2 separate regions of the Macaca mulatta genome follow, and region 2 is linked to region 1. A link is a contact called in public Hi-C data. All regions are on one chromosome and are shown on one strand. The core of a region is the stretch at or near the end of the contact, and the rest is flanking DNA. Distances in the headings are between cores, read along the strand shown. Region 1 holds the start of ITGB1BP1 (integrin subunit beta 1 binding protein 1). Region 2 holds the start of ASAP2 (ArfGAP with SH3 domain, ankyrin repeat and PH domain 2).

The links. Hi-C and Micro-C count contacts between places; a contact is called where the count stands out from the background.
Region 2: a Hi-C map of fetal cortex germinal zone shows a contact between it and region 1, with 2.2 times the contacts expected there. The contact joins the promoter of ASAP2 here to the promoter of ITGB1BP1 in region 1. A contact is called at or near these places in 2 of 14 Hi-C or Micro-C datasets (fetal cortex germinal zone and fetal cortical plate).

The regions. Positions count from the first base shown.
Region 1 is chr13:115,401,419-115,405,647 of T2T-MMU8v2.0, reverse strand. ITGB1BP1 (integrin subunit beta 1 binding protein 1) reads right to left here and starts at 1,462. Exons shown (of 9, transcript XM_028831987.2): 1 at 489-1,462. CPSF3 (cleavage and polyadenylation specific factor 3) reads left to right here and starts at 1,637. Exons shown (of 20, transcript XR_013403070.1): 1 at 1,637-1,818.
Region 2 is chr13:115,621,981-115,626,017 of T2T-MMU8v2.0, reverse strand. It overlaps ASAP2 (ArfGAP with SH3 domain, ankyrin repeat and PH domain 2), which reads left to right and starts at 1,458. Exons shown (of 27, transcript XM_077960160.1): 1 at 1,458-1,912. The coding sequence starts at 1,754.

The DNA.
Region 1 (4,229 bases), core at 213-2,712:
CCTAGACCATGGGCACAGACACCATTTTTTTAGAATCTGATCAATGTGATGGATACTCACCCTACAAAAATATACATCCATACAAAATTTGGCATGAATTTAAGGAATTCACAAACCCAAGGATATTGCGTGGGTAAGGGACCTTGTCCTACTGGATTCCCTAACATTTTAAATCCACCCCACACTGCAGCCAAAACGATTAAAATGATTTCTTTCAAACATAAATCTAATGCCACTAGCCTGCTGAAAATCTTTCACTGGTTCTCCAAAGTCAGAGATCAAAGTCAACGTTCTTCAGCAGGACACGCCAGGTCCTCCAGGACGCAGCTCCTAACCACCTTTCCACTTCCATCCTCCACAACCCGGGCACAGTTCATTGATCTCAGCAAGGCAAAGCTGCTCGTGGTTCTCAGGGCGATGCTCCAGTCGCCCCTGCTTTGCAGCGCCCGGGACACCCTTCACCTTTCAGGCACTTGGCTACCTCTTACCTTTCAAGGTCCCTTTCAGGCTGCAGGCCTTCCTGGGATCTCAAGGCTGGGCTCAGGGACCCACAGCTTCAGTGTACCCCTGATCACAGCGCCACGATCTGCTGTGGTCTCTGATCTCACTCTCCCAGCTGCACGCTGGTCAAAGGCGGAGCTCAGGGACTCCTCTCTGCACAGCCAGGGCGCCTGGCAGGGGACGCGCTTACTGAAGCCGAGAACTTTCTGGGGTGTCTGTGACACCCCAACAGCAATTCCCAAGTACCAAACGCCTACCACGTGCCATGCACGGTGCTAGGTGCACAGATCCCTCTCACCCTCACTGACCAGCAAGCCTGAAGGATAACAGCCCCTTTCAAACGAGGATGCCAAAGCGCCCGAAGAGTCAGTGACCTGCCCAGGGTCACCAGGGTAAGGACGGATGGGGCCAAGCTCAGGGCCTAGGGAGAGCCGGCTCCAAAGTTCCTCCCAGACGCCAGCCTGCTTGGCACCTGTCTGTCACCGTGATGGAGCACCTTCCACCTACTGGGTGCGGAGGATGTGACAGCGAAGGGGACAGACAACCCCGACCCTGAGAGGCGGGAGGCGGCCGAAACGAGGCAGAGGAAGAGGCAGGGAAACGGCCCGCGCTGCCCGCCTTGCCTCCTCTCCCGGCTGGCAGCGGCTCCGGAAGCTACAGTCCACAACGCCCACGCCCGACCCGCGGTTCCAGGCGCCTCCACCCGCGCCCCGGGAGCGCGGACCCGCAGAGAACGCAGCCGGAGCCCAGGCATCCCTCCCCCGCCCTCCCTGCGGCCCCACCCATCCTTCCCGGCCGTCCGCGCCGCTCTCGGGGCCGTGTTCCCGTCAGGCCTCCGCGAGCTCGGCCCCGAGTGGGACGAGGGCTGGGCGCTCACCTCGCAGCCGCGGGCCCATCCTCCGGTTGCGGGCTTCGGGGTCCGCGTGGGAGCGCCGCGGCCTCCGGCACCCAGGCAGCTACTCCCGTTCCCGCTCCAGCGCCGGCTTTTCCAACGCTCCTGCCCACGTCCGCCGGGCCCCGCCTCCGAGACTAAGCGCAGGCGCAGTCCTGACGTCCCGCCCCCGGTTCCAGGACCCCGAGTGGTGGGAAGCTTCGCAAGGGACGTCCCCCAACCGGAAGTCGAGGGGAGGAGTCTAGTGCCGCGGGCTCCGGAGTGACGGAAGTTGTGCTCTTGGTGGATGGGGTTCTTCTTTCTTTATTTACCTTCCAATTTAGGAAGACCCCGGCGACCTGTTCCCCGCCCCCGCTTCGCCCTCACACTTTCGGGATGTCTGCGATTCCTGCTGAGGAGAGCGACCAGCTGCTGATCCGACCTCTGTAAGAGACCAGCGAGAGAGGGAATGAGGCCCAGGGCTGTGAGGGGTGCGAGGGATAACCGGAGACTTTGGCCTCCTCCGTCGCCCGCGCTCCCACCGTCCCCGGCAGCCTGCCTTTGGTCCGCGCTTGCGGGCCAGGCTTCTCAGGCTCGAGGGGTTGGAGGACCACTGATTGGAAGGGGCCTGCTAGAGTGAACGGGATTTTGCTTCTTTATCAGTTTCAGGGGAGGGTATGTTGGAGTCGGAAAAAAAAAAGTTTTCCGGGGCCACCGGCCGCTTTTCGTACACGCTAAAAAGCGTTTTCACTTAGCACAAGCACGGATCTCTGCGCGTCAGGGCAAGCCGTGAGAGAGCCGGTGACGCTTATGATCGACAGGATGAGAGGAGGACCTGAATGAGGCTACAGCGGTGCAGGGAAGAATTAAGTCTGTTTCCTAACACCAGGGCTTCACATGTGCCAGAAGTTAGAAAATATTAGGGACGTGCCGTGAGTTTCGATCTTCTCAGCTCAGGTCCTAGTAGAATAAGGAAGGTGTAAAGCTGGAGAGGAGAAAGTGCAGAGGTGTTAGGGACAAAAACTCAGCCCTCGACTGTCCGTAAGGAGAGTGGCCTTTCAGTGGACATGGTCCTCATCAGTCGGGAATGCTGCTGAAGGGGAGATGCAAGATGCTGAAGGGGAGATGTAGGAACTTGGATTCCTACAGATGAGCATTTCGAACCCACAACATGTTTATTGTTAGATGTTAGTTGGCACAACATGAATATACGCTTTCCAAAAGGTAGAAAGTATCTCCTTTACACATTCGTTCAGTAAGGCTTCATTGAGCACCTGCTTGGGACATAGTCCGTTTCCTTCTGCTTAGATCACACCTGTCATGTCTTCCTGTGATGAGCAAACACTGTCGCTTGATCTGCTAACTCAATTCTTTAGCAAGTGTCAAGTGTCAAGCACCACACGTGGGGATACAGATGCAAAGGAGGGCCCAGTTAATTGCTCTCGCCCTTATGGAGAGAATTACAGTGCACAGTGGGAAGTATTGGAGAGATACTTTGGTATAATAGGAGACCATTACTTTGAAGTCAGACCTGAAGTACGTTATCTACTTGACCACTTAGTAGGACAACAACCTCACTAAACCTGTTTTCTCATGTGGAAATGAGATAAAACTTGAAGAGTAAAGATCGCGGTAGGTGCTTTGTAAATAATAGCTAATCTAAGAGGGCAGGTAGGCATTGCACTGAGCACTGTGAAAGTATGGAAAAGGGATTTCTGACAGATTGAGGAAAAAAGGATACCTCATGCATCCTGAAAAATGTGATGCTTGAGCTGAGTCCTCAAGAATGAGTAGGAGTTGAAGACTGGGGGGCCCAGGGTGTTCTAGGCAGTGGAAGTGGCACATGTGAAAGTGAGAGTGGCCACAACTTGTGGCCAGATTCCTCATGGCTGTAGCTAAAGAGTTGAGTTAGCAGATGAAGCGACAGGCTGTTGAGGTCCAGTTTAGGAAGCACCTCATATACATAGGAGTTTGGACCTTTATCAGATAGTCAATTACAGGGAGCCAGCAAAGGCTGTTAAGCAAGCATGGATATTGTGAGGAATTATGTTTTAGGAAAATCACTCCTGGCAGCAGTGTAGCAGCTGAATAAAAGGATGGATTGAGTAGAGCAGGTTCAGTAAGATATCATTGAAAGATTCCAAGTCTAGGTGATCAGAGCCTGTAGTGAGTGACATGAGTGTGAGAGAGTACGCAAATGAGATCTTCAGGATTTTGTGGCTGATCAGCTGTATCTGGAAGGGTGGTTGTGGGGAGGGAAGGCAGGGCAGAGAGGATGTTATGATGACTCGGATTCCTAAGTTTGGCAGTTGGGAAAGGGTAGTGTTCTTCACTCTAGGAGTGTAGGAAGTGGGGCAACTCTGGAGTAAATTTGGGAGTTCGGTTGTTTCATAACAGCTTTATTGAGATACAGTTTACATACTATACAACTCACAATTTATATACCATACAACTCTCAGTCGTTCTTAACATAGAGTTATACAACCATCACCCCTCTCTCATTCCAGAACATTTTCATCACTCCCAAAAGATACCTTGTATTCATTAGCAGTCATGGACAATCCCCACTACCTCTCCAGACCTTAGCAACCACTAATCTACTTCTCTACAGATTTGCCTGTTGTGGACATTTCACAGAAGTGCGATCATACAATACATAGTCTTTTGTCTCTGGCATCTTTCATTTAGCGTAATCTTTCCAAGGTTCAAAATTGAGGAGTTTTATTCATTCAATAAGTATTTTTTGTGATTTACGTAGCAATACAGCAGTGAATAAGGTGGACAATGCCTCTGTTCTTAGGAAGCTTTCATTTAGTAGCCTGAAGCAAGACATAAGTGGATACAATAACTTCATGTA
Region 2 (4,037 bases), core at 209-2,708, 220 kb before region 1:
ATTGTAGAAGGCTTCCAATAGAGGAAAACTTCAGATACCAAAAGGATGAAATAATATCAGAAGAAACAGACACAGTTTTTAAATTGTAACTTGTTGTCTAGTGCAATGATAAAAGCTATCCACGAATACAGCGATTTTAGAAAGTTAAATTTTACATGCAGTGCTACTAAAATACCAAAGGCCATACATAATGTCTGACCCAAGCTGCCACCTCATATAGCAACTTCTTACATGGGAGCTTTAAAAAGATTGTTTGGTCCACTGTCCTGCAGTGTCAGGAGACGGCTTTGTCTGACATATTGAATTTCCAATGTCTCTCACACTTCCTCCTTTTCAGATGCACAAAAGGTTTTTGTAAAGTTTCTCTTGGTTTTACTGCTGGCAGCTACAGAAACCATGCCACAAGTCTGGTGTAGAGTTATAGGGTGTGATTTTATTTGGTATCTTCAGAGCTTCTGGATTTTTCAATATAACCGAGAATTTCCTTAAGAGCTGTAAATGAAAATCGGTACCAGTTCGAACCCTTTAGTGGCCGGTTTTTTGTGAGGTTGGCTGGCTGCTGTTGCACGTTCTCCCCCTCCTCCTCCTCCTGCACCCCCTCGGTTCCCTCCCCTGCCTGCAGGAATACCACTACAGGGCGTTCAGTAGCCTTCCCAGGTGGGTCCTGGCCTAGTACCCTAAAACTATAACCGAGAATACCTATCACTGGGCAGCTTAGGAAACGCGACTGGGACTTTTAGCAGGGGTCCCTCACCGTTCTAAAGCACTCACACTAGAGTCAGGGGACATGGGTTTAAATCCCCACCCGGCCGCTTATCTTGTGCTCTTGGGCACACTGTGTCCCCTATATGAAATAAGCACCCATCTCTTCATCTGACTCCTAGGGCTGCGAGGATGCAATGACTGCACGCAACGCGCACATTCACGGTTTGGTCACTTCTGGCGTCCGGCTGTGGTCCCCACAGGGTGCCCGCGGGCGGAGCGCATCCTCCGGCAGGGGGCGAGCTCCGCACCCCGCTTTCCTCATGGGCCGGCGCGGCCCGCCGTTCAAGTGGGGAGCCCAGAGGTGCTCCACGCCATGGGCGGGGGGTGGTTGGCGCGCACAGGGCCGGACTCCGGCCGAGCGCACCTCCACACGCACCCTCGCCGGCCGCGGGTCGGAGTCGGGGCCTCCACACGCACCCTCGCCGGCCGGGGGCGGGGTATGGGTGCGGCGCGCGGGGCCCCGAACGCCCAGACAATGCGGCGCGCGGCGGCCAGGAACGGCTCGGCGGGCCGGGGCGCGCGCCGCCTTCCTTCCTGCGGGCTCCGCTTCCCGGCGGCGCGGCAGCGGCGAGCGCGCCGATTGGCGGCCCGGTCCTCCCGCCGCCCCGCCCCACGCCCGGCCGGCCGCCGCCCCCGGTCCGGACCCGCCCCTCTCCGCGGGAGGCGTCGGGGCCCGCGGCTGGGTGGCGGGTAGTTCCCGCCGGCTGTGCGCGCCCGCCTCGGGGCTCGCTCTGAGAGGACGCGGCGGCGGCGGCGGACGCGGAGCCCTCGGCGCGCAGGCAGGCGGACCGGCCGAGCTGCGCGGGGCTGCGCGCCGCCTCTGCTCCGCCGCCAGGCCCCGCGCGGCTCCCGCGCCCGCCTCTCCCCTTTGTCCGCGGGCCGGAGCGGCGGCGGCAGCGGCGGCGTCCGAGCGGCGGTCGGAGCCCGCGGCGGCGGTTGAGGCGGCGGCGCCCACGCGGCCGTGCGCCAGCGCCCTCGCGCCGAGGCGATGCCGGACCAGATCTCCGTGTCGGAATTCGTGGCCGAGACCCATGAGGACTACAAGGCGCCCACGGCCTCCAGCTTCACCACCCGCACGGCGCAGTGCCGGAACACCGTGGCGGCCATCGAGGAGGTGAGGCGGCCTGTGCGGCGGCTCCGGCCGCAGGTATCCCGCGCCCGAGCCCCGCCCGCCGCTCCCGCATCCGCATCCCGGGAAAACTTTCTTTGCTCCGAAGCCGGACGCGGCCGGGCCAACCCTGCCCGAGACAGAAGCCCTTTGTTCCCGCCTAGGTGGCTCGGAGGAGATGGGTGATGGCCACCTTGGGCCTCTGTAAGACCTCCCCTCTCTCGGCCTCGTGGCCCTCGCGGGGTTCCCCGGCCTGGTCCTTTCCCCGCAGCGCGGCCAACTTTGGCCAGAGTCGGGGTCTGCGGCGAGCTGTGGGGATCCCGCTGCCCACCGCCGCCCGCCGCCGCCCGGGGTCCTTGGTCCCCGGCGCGGACCTTACCAACTTGTTCTTGAAGTGGCGCGGCGGGGGCAGCTCCGCTCTCCGAGCTCCCCGCCGCAGTCCCCGAGCCCTGCAGGGCCCCCACCCTCGGGCCCGCGGGTCCGGGGCATCCCGGGCTGCCTGGGAAGGCATGCCCGCCTCAGCCAGGGCGGCCTGGCTGCGCTCCACCCGTGCCCGGAGAAGGAACTGCGGGCAAGGTGTGTGAGAGTCGGCGCTTCTGGGTCCAAGAGGCCTCCAGGAGCCGCTCCCCGGTTACCTGGGTCTCACCTGCTTGAATCCGGGGTGCCACCCTTCCCCTCAACCTGGAAAAGGCCTGGTTTTAGTAAAGTGCTTTCAAGGTGCAAAGTCATCACGCCTAGCTGCTAACTAGCACGCTCTCCAGGTCCTGGGGAGAGGAACACGTAGGAACGAAGAAGCTTGGTTGAAAATTAAAACCGTGGGGAAATGGGCAGGCTGTGAGTCCAGGGGCCACCGTTGGCTGTGGTTTGAGGCACATCGTCACCTTCAGTCCTCCTTTTCCTTACCCACCAAACGGGATTAGTAATGCATCCTTTCCAGGATCAGAGACTATGTGAAGTGCTTAGCACTCTGCTCGACTCAGAACAGGTTTATAAGCCACACATGTGGCGATAGTGAATCCATGATTAAATGTCTCTTGGCCAGAATGTCAGGTTACAGTTTTAAAATTGGGTTTTGCAGGTATTTCAGCAGAAAACGCCTGGGCTAGCAGGCTTGAGGGGAAGTCACCAAAGAGCTTTAAAGGAAGCAATGGCATTATTATTTTTCTTTTTTCTTTTTTCTTTTTTTTGCCCATTTGAACAAAGCATCTGCTGTTAAGAATTGAAAAAAAAATCCAGAATGTTTTCCCTTAATGGAAAAATTTTTTCTTTGTAGCTGTAAACAGTCAATAAAAGGGAATCAAAAGTAACAGATTCAGCATTCTGAATGCTGTTAATATAGCTTGGGTAGCCTGCCTTCTCTCCATTTAATTTGGCGGAAGAGAGCTGCATGTAAACCTTTCCTATGAGTTCGGTGATTCCCCAGATCACTTAATTCTACTTTTAGCAGCAAGGCTTAAAAATGATGCCTTCAAATGAGGCAGATGGGGATGGGTGAATGAATTTTTTTCCTAAGTGCCGGTTAAAAAGCACAGTGTTTTGAGAATACACCATTAATAATGTTTATGGAATGATTGCAACCAAAAAGGTAGCTGAATATTTCTTAAGGGAAGGAAGCATTGTGCATGATGTCTTTCTTTAGAAAGCTTGATTATGTTTAAAGTTCTGTTGCTTTTCCCCACTGCAGTTTGTCAGTTAAATATTATTAGCATTGGCAGATGTTGGAAAGCCAAGCAAATAGGAATTGCTATTAAAATTGGCATACACTTTCTTTGATTAATTTTAGTTTACAGTGTGTAATTCCAAAGCTCTTTTTGTATGCTGTGCAGGAGATTACCCTAGAGCTCAGTTACTGAGCAGATTACAAAGAGACTGGATTTGGTCATTTCATTAAATTGCAAGCTTGCTTCATGTTGCCGTCTAAGCCCAAGATTTGGTTCAAGTCTGAAAATGGACAAATTAAAATCATTTCAGGTTTATTTCACTTTAAGCAAATCTACATACGTGCTATGATGATGGTACGTGTGAGCTTGGTTTTATAACTAAATTTGAAAGTTGTTCACTTTCTGAGGTAAATCGATGTGGATTTTTAAATAATGCTCTTTCCCAGGGTGTCTAATGTTCCTTTCTATTACCAAAACTTGTTCTGTATATGGTTTAATAACAA